Linked DNA regions of Gadus morhua: region 2 is linked to region 1. A link is a contact called in public Hi-C data. All regions are on one chromosome and are shown on one strand. The core of a region is the stretch at or near the end of the contact, and the rest is flanking DNA. Distances in the headings are between cores, read along the strand shown. Region 1 holds the start of gpr37b (G protein-coupled receptor 37b). Region 2 holds the start of tmem229a (transmembrane protein 229A).

What was found. Hi-C and Micro-C count contacts between places; a contact is called where the count stands out from the background.
Region 2: a contact with region 1 is called in a Hi-C map of gill, with 6 times the contacts expected there. The contact joins the promoter of tmem229a here to the promoter of gpr37b in region 1. A contact is called at or near these places in 5 of 6 Hi-C or Micro-C datasets (blood, gill, gonad and 2 more).

The regions. Positions count from the first base shown.
Region 1 is chr19:21,036,761-21,041,677 of gadMor3.0, forward strand. It overlaps gpr37b (G protein-coupled receptor 37b), which reads left to right and starts at 2,487. Exons shown (of 2, transcript XM_030342213.1): 1 at 2,487-4,115. The coding sequence starts at 3,012.
Region 2 is chr19:21,213,253-21,217,952 of gadMor3.0, forward strand. It overlaps tmem229a (transmembrane protein 229A), which reads left to right and starts at 3,288. Exons shown (of 1, transcript XM_030341898.1): 1 at 3,288-4,700. The coding sequence starts at 3,593.

The sequences.
Region 1 (4,917 bases), core at 1,237-3,736:
CCCTAAGGTTTTCCAAACGATATCAGTGGCACGGGGGTGGAAGTCTTCATTGGTTCAAAGGGTTAATTAGTAAATGGGATGTGTGTGCGGACACCTCTTCGAGGCACCGTCTAACTGACGGCACTAATCTAGACGCCTCATTTGCATACTCACACCTCGTCCTCCAATCCTTCACAGGCTGATGTGATTAACCGATGGCGGAGGCGTCGTCTGACATGGGTTAGGCCCGCTAATACGTCCCCCGAGCGGGGGGCTCGGGGCTCGTTGACAGGCTGTCGATGAGTTCCAACCGTCAATCAAGTGTCATTTACATCGGTCGACATATCGAGGATTTCACGGATCGACACGTTGCCCGGGTGAGATGAAGTGCTCTCAGAATAGATTGTGTGTGTGTGTGTGTGTGTGTGTGTGTGTGTGTGTGTGTGTGTGTGTGTGTGTGTGTGTGTGTGTGTGTGTGTGTGTGTGTGTGTGTGTGTGTGTGTGTGTGTGTGTGTGTGTTTGGTTGGTTGTTGGGCGTACAATTTGGCTTGGTGTGTTTGTGTGTGTGTGTGTGTGTGTGTGTGTGTGTGTGTGTGTGTGTGTGTGTGTGTGTGTGTGTGTGTGTGTATGTGTGATTGCGTGTGTGCGTGTGTGTGTAGTCTCACAAAACAGCGTAGTAGGACTGCTGGATCAGAGATCCAAGTGTGCACGGCAGAGTACATGTGTGCGCATGCATACGCACACGCGTGTATGCGTTTGTGTGTGTGCATCAATGTCTGTGTGCGTATTAGTGCATATAAGGTGAGCAGATGTTAACATACATGTGAGTGCGTGCATCTGTGTGTGCCTACCTGTGGCAATCACGAGTGCAGGCCTGTGTGTGCATGTGTGAGTAACTGTGTGTGTGTGTGTGTGTGTGTGTGTGTGTGTGTGTGTGTGTGTGTGTGTGTGTGTGTGTGTGTGTGTGTGTGCATTCCTATTCTTCGTCTCTCCTTTACTGTGTGTGCAGGCGGCCGTGTGTCCGTCAAGTGTGCGTTGTCCTCTGACTCTACTTAAGGCTTAATGGCCTCATTTAATTTATTCTGGCTTTCTTGAATTATTGATCTCCCTGTAATGTATCTATCTTTCTATTCTCCGCCACAAGCCAGTGTGTGTGTGTGTGTGTGTGTGTGTGTGTGTGTGTGTGTGTGTGTGTGTGTGTGTGTGTGTGTGTGTGTGTGTGTGTGTGTGTGTGTGTGTGCATGCTGGGTGCTGTTGCATCGATCGGCATACCCAGTCAGAATGAAACGGACACAGACAGACAGAAAGGTTGTTAGATAGATAGATACAGGTAGTTAGACAGACACACTGACAGACAGACAGACATGTAGTTAGAGGGATAGATAGATAGATGGATAGATGGATACAGATAGTTAGACAGACAGACAAACAGGAAGTTAGATAGACAGGTTGATGAAATATTTCACAATTACTCCTGCATCTGGCCATCCACTTTGTATTCATCAAATAACCACCGTATTGAAAGCACCTGAACCGGCAGTTCCGTAAAGTATCTTAATAGCTTAATCGATCGCATCGCCGAAACGCGTGCAATTACTACCGTCCACGGTGTCATCGTCCATCGTTAACGCGGCTAGTCGGGCGTGGCTGCCGACGGACGGCGCGTTCAGCCAGCGGCTACAGCGTGTAGTCTGCCTCGGGGTAGGCGTGGGTAGAGGGGGGGTCGGGGGGGGGGGGGGGGCGGGGGGCTGATGCTCCTTGATAGATGAGGAGTGACAGATCGGGGTTAGCCGCCAGGGGAGGTCATTTATTTCTTCTTCTTCTTCTTCTTTTTCTTCCACACATTCTACCCCGATGCCCTACCCACCGTGGAGAGGGAACGAGGAGAGAGGAGAGGAGGGGAGAGAAGAGGAGAGGCTGGACGCAGACCAGGAAGCGACAAGAGTGGCCGAAAGCCGCGCCTCGACTCGATACCCCCCACCCCCTTTGCTCTCTCACAGTCTCTCTCTCTCTCGCGCTCGCTCGCTCGCTCGCTCGCTCGCTCGCTCTCTCTCTCTCTCTCCCACACGTTGCGCTCCCAGTCTGTCGGCAGCACCGCAATGCCGCTGATGCCTCGAGAAGACCAAACCCACACAGAACACATGCGGAACCGAGCGTGACGCGCGGCGGATATTATTCAAGCAACGGAGGGTTTATGCGTGCGTGTGTTTGCGCGTATATGTGCGTGTGTTAGTGTGTGTGCTCTGATTGCACGAGCCACGTTGTGCAAGATGCAACACATCTTTTTGCTCGGCGCGATTGGATTAGTTTGAACGCAATGTGTGTCTCTCTCTCTCTCTCTCTCTCTGTTTCTGTATCGCTCTCTTTCTCTTTCTATCTTTCTTTGCTGTAACTCTCATATCACTATCTGTCTCTCACTCTCCTCTATCTGTGTGTGAGTGTGTGTGTGTGTGTGTGTGTGTGTGTGTGTGTGTGTGTGTGTGTGTGTGTGTGTGTGTGTGTGTGTGTGTGTGTGTGTGTGTGTGTGTGTCTTTCTCTCTCTCCTTCTCTCCCTCTCTCCCTTTTCACAAACACACACACACACACACACATCCATCTGTCGTTGGTCCTCGGCGGTGTTGCTTCGGGACTCTCCATCGGCGTCTCCAGTCTTTCCGGCGGGGGACGCTTTGAGAAGCGGCCGGGAAGGAGGCGAGGTCGACGGGGACGGAGGGGACGAGGAGCCCCGCTGTTGGAGCTCTCTCTTTCTCTGGAGGATACAAACCGAACACAGCTGCTGACAAAATATGATGTCCTGAAGTTTATTGGACGTTTCTGGATCCCCCCCCCCAGCCCTACACGCAAACACACAGACGCACACACGCACACGCACACACACACACACGCACACACACACACCCGAGGCGCTTTGTGCTCCTATCTCAGATCGCCCAGTGATGGGTGTCGACTGATCGACTGGGAGCGTATTTTTGCGGTGTGTTTGTTTTGACGTTTAACCGGGATTACTAACCGGTGTGCCGTCATCGTGGACCATGCACTACCTCCCGTTCTTCCTGTTTCTGGCCAACGTGGAGCTGCTGGAGGCTCTGAGGAGCCAGCACGGGCTCGCGCTCGCACCGGGACCGGGTCGCGGCGGCACCGACGATGACGCCGAGAACGGAACGTTTCACCACAGGACGTTTCACGTTCCCCCGCGGGAGGGTCCCGACCATCGCGACCACCGCGCGCCCCTCAAGGCAGCGCCCTCGTCCTCCGCCACAGGTGTGTCCTCCTCCTCTCTGGAGACGCAGGTGCGCCCCGGAGCACCACCCATCACCTCCGTCAACTCCACTCACTCTCGAAGGAGAGCGGCGGCGGTGGTGGGGACCCCCGCCGAGAGGAGTAAAGGGGGGTACAACTTTAAAGACGTCTCGACGGGGATCGTAAACTCATCCAGGGACGCGTCGCCTCACCACAAGAGGAGAAAGTTGCAGGCGAACGGCGACATTCCCGCGCTGGGAAGCGTTGGGATTAGCGCGCGGAGATCCCTTGATAAGTCCCCCTCCACGGGCCGATGGGGGGGTCGGGAACAACAGAATGAGGAGAGCGACAGGCGCAAGAGGGGCACAAAGGACGAGCAGAAGAAAGGCTCCAAAAGGGGCCGAAACCATGCGAACAAAAGCCCCATGGCTCTCCAGGCGTCGCCATGGGAACCGCTGCCCAGACCCGCGGCGCTCTCCTCCACCGACCCGCCCCCGGACTCCTTCACGCGGCGCCCCGTGGAGTTCATGACGTACGGCGAGGAGGAGAGCAACCCGTGGGACGCCACGCCGATGACGCCGCCGAACCCGCAGGACTTCCCGCAGAGCGAGATCCGGAATCCCTTCTACCCGGTGACCGGCGAGACGTACGGGGCGTACGCCATCGTCTGCGTGGCCGGGGTCATCTTCTTGGTGGGCATCGCGGGCAACATCGCCATCCTGTGCATCGTGTGCCAGAACTACTACATGAAGAGCATCTCCAACTCACTGCTGGCAAACCTGGCCGTGTGGGACTTTGTGCTGATCTTCTTCTGCCTGCCCATGGTGGTGTTCCACGAGCTCACAAAGTCCTGGCTGCTGGGTGACTTCACCTGCAAGGTGGTGCCCTATCTGGAGGTAAGGCCGTCCTATGCTACCGTAGTCTACTCTAGTCTATTCTGTCCCTCTATGCTATGATGTTCTCTACTGAGTGTACCCTGTTCTGATCTACTGTAGCCCATCTCTAACCTGTCCCACTCTAGACTGATCTACGCTTTGTCCACCCTATTGTACTTTAGTATTGTACTCTATTGTACTCTGTTCTACTCTATGCTATTCTATTGCCATCTTCTCTGTTGTACTATATTCTGCATGTTATTATATGTGTAGTGTACTCTACTGGAGTCTACTCTGCATGCTCTATTCTATACTGTAGTCTACTGTAGTCTACTATCCATGCTTCTATCCCATACTGAAGTCTACTGTACACTAGATGCTTGGATCCCATGTTGTAGTCTAGCTCTCTGTAGTGAATGTACATGCTTCTATTCCATACTGAAATCTCCTGTAGTTGACTCTACATGCTTCTATTCTAAATCTACTGTAGACTACACTCCATGCTTCTATTCCGTACTGAAGTCTATCTACTGTAGTCTACTCTACATACTCTACTTCACCTTATGCATCTCAAATCCCTTTAAGGCAGACCCTCTTATTTCAACGTAACATGAGACTCTGAACAACAAACTGAAAGCCAGGATGTTGTGTTATGATGTCACTGGATGTGTCAGAAGAGCTGATTTTGTTTGTGTGTGTGTGTGTTTGGATGGGCGTGTGTGGCCTTGTGTGTGTGTGTGTGTGTGTGTGTGTGTGTGTGTGTGTGTGTGTGTGTGTGTGTGTGTGTGTGTGTGTGTGTGTGTGTGTGTGTGTGTGTGTGTGT
Region 2 (4,700 bases), core at 2,038-4,537, 180 kb after region 1:
GGTGAAGAGAGGAGGAGACGATGCTTGGAAAGAGGAAAAATAACAAGAGAGAGTAGGGCAATGGAGATCGGAGAGGAGGATAGAGGAGAGGAGCGGAGGAGAGAGGGAAGGGGATGAGAGGAGAGGAGGTGAGGGAGCGGAACGGGGAGATGCGTCTCCTGTCAACATGTTTACCAAAGTCGAGCAGATCAACAAACCCAGCGACTGGAAGTTGTTAACGTGACGCGAGGATTTGATGATTTAACACTGGTGGAGGGGATACTGGGAGGAGAGACTGGGAGGAGGAGGGGAGACTGGGAGGGGAGCAGAGGGGCATGTAAGAGGGTAAGAAGAAACAGTAAAAGTTGAGGACAAATGGTGGGGGGGGGGGGGGGGGGGGAGAGAGAGAGAGAGAGAGAGAGAGAGAGAGAGAGAGAGAGAGAGAGAGAGAGAGAGAGAGAGAGAGAGAGAGAGAGAGAGAGAGAGAGAGAGAGAGAGAGAGAGAGAGAGAGAGAGAGAGAGAGAGAGAGGCCCAGATTAAATGGTTTTCAGGGGGCAGATAAAAAGCAAAGGAACAAAAAGAAAGAAAGAAAATGAAAGGAGTATCCTCAATGATCCATAACCATATTACCAGAAGGCCATGGTACAGAGAGAGAGAGGCTGAGTTGTGTTGCTGGGTGTGGCCCTTTCTGTTCAAGAAGTGAACGGAATTCCTAATGAGAAAGGGAAGGCACACACACACACACACACACACACACACACACACACACACACACACACACACACACACACAGCTCTGGGAATAGTGCAACACACATTTTCTGTGTATCTGGAGGACTGATATCTCGCGGACTGCATAACCTTCAACTCTTGGATGCACACAAACACACACACACACACACAAACCAACAAACATGCGCACACACACAGGCGCACGCATTTCCCTCTCACACGTGACGTGCACCAGGACACAACGTCACATGCGTGCGGGGATTTGCATCCGCTCTGACACTGATGGATGCACTCTGTTTCTCACAGGTGAGAAAGAAGGAAACAAACAGCCTGTGCACACAGGGCGTCTGACGAGACAAAGGCGCGTTTATAAAGTCAAGCAGGGTCAGGAAACGCAAAGAACCACACAATCGGAAACAGTGGCACCAGCCACCCCCCCACCTCCCTCTTCCATTCAATAACGGGTCAAACTGGAGGAAATGGCTTCTGAAATTACATTTCCAGAGCGATTTTAAGAGCCCAGAGACTAGAGTCGTGTTCAATCCCTTCTCGAGGGAGGGTCAGAGGACTGTCGGATCAATCAGCCAATCGCGGTGGACGTTCTGTTTTTTTTTTTTTTTTTTCTTAAAACAAACAGTATAACGAGCTTAAGAACACAAGTCTGATGAGGAAATCTGTCGAGGAACGTCTGTGGAACCTCTGCCAAGCGCCTTCTGTAAGGGTTGAGGGACTTCCTGTTCTATTTGGAGCCCCACAGGGGATAAACCGGCTATGTTTGGCTCAGATGTTTGGATCGATCCACACTGAAATGTGAGCCTTTGGGCTGACTACTTCAGGCCATTCGAGTGGTTGAGGTGATTTTCTTCGTTATTAGGGAAGCATGTGACTCAGGAGGTAGAGCGGATTGGCTGGTAACAGGAAGATTGCTAGTTCGATCCCCGCCTCTTCCTAGCTGAGTTTTGAGGGGTCCCTTAGCAAGGCACCTCACCCTGACTGCTCCTGACGAACTTGCTGTCGCCTTGCATTGTTGATACCGCCGTCAGTGTGTGAATGTGTGTTTGAATGGGTGAATGTTATAGGCAATATTGTAAAGCGCTTTAGGTGGCCAATGAAGTCCATTTACCATTTACCATTATCGAAATTTCAACCAGAGGGATTTGGTTGTCAACTGGGTTGTTGCAGGAGTCATTCACACCATTTTGTGGTTTAGCAGATGCTTCATTCCTAACCGATTGATGGGGAATCCCCTTGGATAAATGACATGAATGATCAGGTAGAGGTTAGGACATCTCCCTCGGGGATGCCTGCAGGGTAGTCTGCCGCCCCTTGGGCTCAAAGTCTAACCCAACAAATTTGGCTGCCAGTCAACGCAACATAACCACTAGACCAATCTTATCATTGAATCATAAAAGACGAAAACTCAAAACAATACAGTGTAATTAGATTAGCTCAGAGATAGCTAAGTGTGAAAATTGTTATCGTAATTCGGTGATTGCAGCAAGAGTTGATCATCATGCATGCATCTGTAAAGAGGTTGGGCCCACCCATGGCGATTTGAAAACGTGTGACGATGGTGTCATCTAGTGTTTAGTGTAGGAAATGCATCTACGAAAGGTATTTTTGAAGATGAGCTGCCAGTTTTTCTCATGAATTCTGATAATGACACGCATGTTGTCTGTTACATTTGATCAATTCTCGTCCGATATAAGCTTCTCAAAACAACATTCTCTCCATAATAAATATGATTGGAATGATTTCCGCAGCCTATGCAGTAAGGGAAAGTATTTTTATCATTTTATGACTACCCTGCTTACACTGGAAATGTATTGCGCCATTTACAGTGTAGCTAGTCAGTGAATATTTTGTGAAATATACCACTTGATTGCACCATTTATTGCAAGATTAAATTGTCCCCATCTATCTACATATCTCAGTCTTTCTCCCATCAGTTCATTGCCTGTACTTTGGCTCCCCCCTGTGGTAGAACCGTCTTACTGCAGGTCTATAGTGTCGTGCAGACGGCGTGATTAAACTGCAGTCCTACAGGATATAACCCAGTAGGAGTAGGCCAACATGAGCTCCAGGCACGTTGTGTAATAATGCCGTGTCCTATCGTGGACAATGTGGGCTGAATAAACATGTTTTTGTACTATCTTTTCCACGTAACAAACATCTCTTGGTTGTGTGGTTATTTTTGGGTCTCATAAATAATTGTCTCTGAATGAGACCATGCAACAGCACAGAAAGAGGCCACTTTAACTGGTTCAAGCGGATGTTTCCAGAAATAGACAGTGTGGTGGTGCCTCGTCGTCATGGTGAAACTCCCCATATAACCGCAGATCAGCGGGTCTGTCGTAAAGTAGCCTACCAACGGGTTTAATCGATGTCGAAATGAACGCGCTTGCATTGTCGTCGTCCGTCATTAACAGCTCCGAAGTCTGAGGCTGCAATCCTGATTCTCTCTCTCTCTCTCTCTCTCTCTCTCTCTCTCTCTCTCTCTCTCTCTCTCTCTCTCTCTCTCTCTCTCTCTCTCTCTCTCTCTCTCTCTCTCTCTCTCTCTCTCTCTCTCTCTCTCTCTCTCTCTCTCTCTCTCTCTCTCTCACGTGAGTCTCTCACAAGAGTTATCAGACGGCCAGCCTCCTGGCAGCAGAGACTATTCCACACAACACCTCGACGAACAAACACACAGACATAGACACACACGCACAAACGCGCGCGCACACACACACACACACACACACACACACACACACACACACACACACACACACACACACACACACACACACACACACACACACACAAAACAACATGCGTCAAAGAAAGACCCGCAGCGGCGAGCTTTCGCAGTAACCCTCCTCAACCTCCTCATCCTCGGGAGATGATGGCCAGCCGGTGCGGAGACGCAAACACCGGACTAAACACGACCACCAACCGACGAGGCGCCTCCGGTGCGACCGGTGATGATGATGCGACGAAGACCACGAAGAACACCACGGCTCTCCCTCGCTGGATGCGGCTTTATTTCTATGGCATGCACGGGGTGGCCGTGGACGTCCTGCTGTCTTCATTCTGTGGGATCGTTTTCGAGCGGGACCCCAAATTGGTAGGCTACTCCTCGCCGTACCTGTGCCTCGCTCACTGCCTCACCCACTGGGCGCTGGAGCGGCTCCACGCGCGGAGGAAGCTGTTCCCCGGTGGTCCCGCGGTGTTCTCGCTCGTGCTCTACCCTTGCGTGTACATTGGCCTGCACATCCTCCTCCTCGAGAGTGTAAACATAGGCTCGCGGGCGGGACCGGGGCTCGCGCTGGCTGGGGTGACCCCCTTGCAGATCGCGGTGCAGTACCTCGTGGCGCTATACTTCTCCCGCGTCTTCCACCCGTGGCTGTCCCGCCTACGGTACCACCACCCCCGCCCCCACCCCGGCTTCACGGAGCACAAAAACGGGGTTCAGGTGGCCGAGCATGGGGGCCTCAAGGGTATCCCGGAACACGGACTCAACGGTCTCCCGGACATGGCCCACTTGGTGTTCTACGGCATGCACGGCTTCCTGGACGAGGTGGTGTTCACCGCCGCCTTCAACCTGATGGAGCGGCGCGCGCTCGGCGGCCACACGTCCCTGTGGTCCTTCCTGATGTACGGCACGTGCAGCTTCGTGGTTGAGAAGCTGTACGTGCGCCTGCGCTACGCGTGGGGCTGGGGCACGTGGCGGCGGCTGCCCCTCTACGTGGCCTTTATCTACGCCTGGGAGCTCACGTCGGGACTCGCGCTGAGGCAGGTGGGCGCGTGCTCGTGGGATTACTCTCACTACCCGGGTAACTTCATGGGGCTGGTGACCATCGTGTACCTGCCCGGCTGGATGGGACTGAGTCTGTACCAGGATGTCCTGTCCAACGTGCTGTTCCGTGTCCAGTGGGTGGGGGGGTCGGGGGAGGTTGAGGATGGGGGGGAAGAGGAGGAGGACGGGGAGAGTGGGAAGATGGATCTAA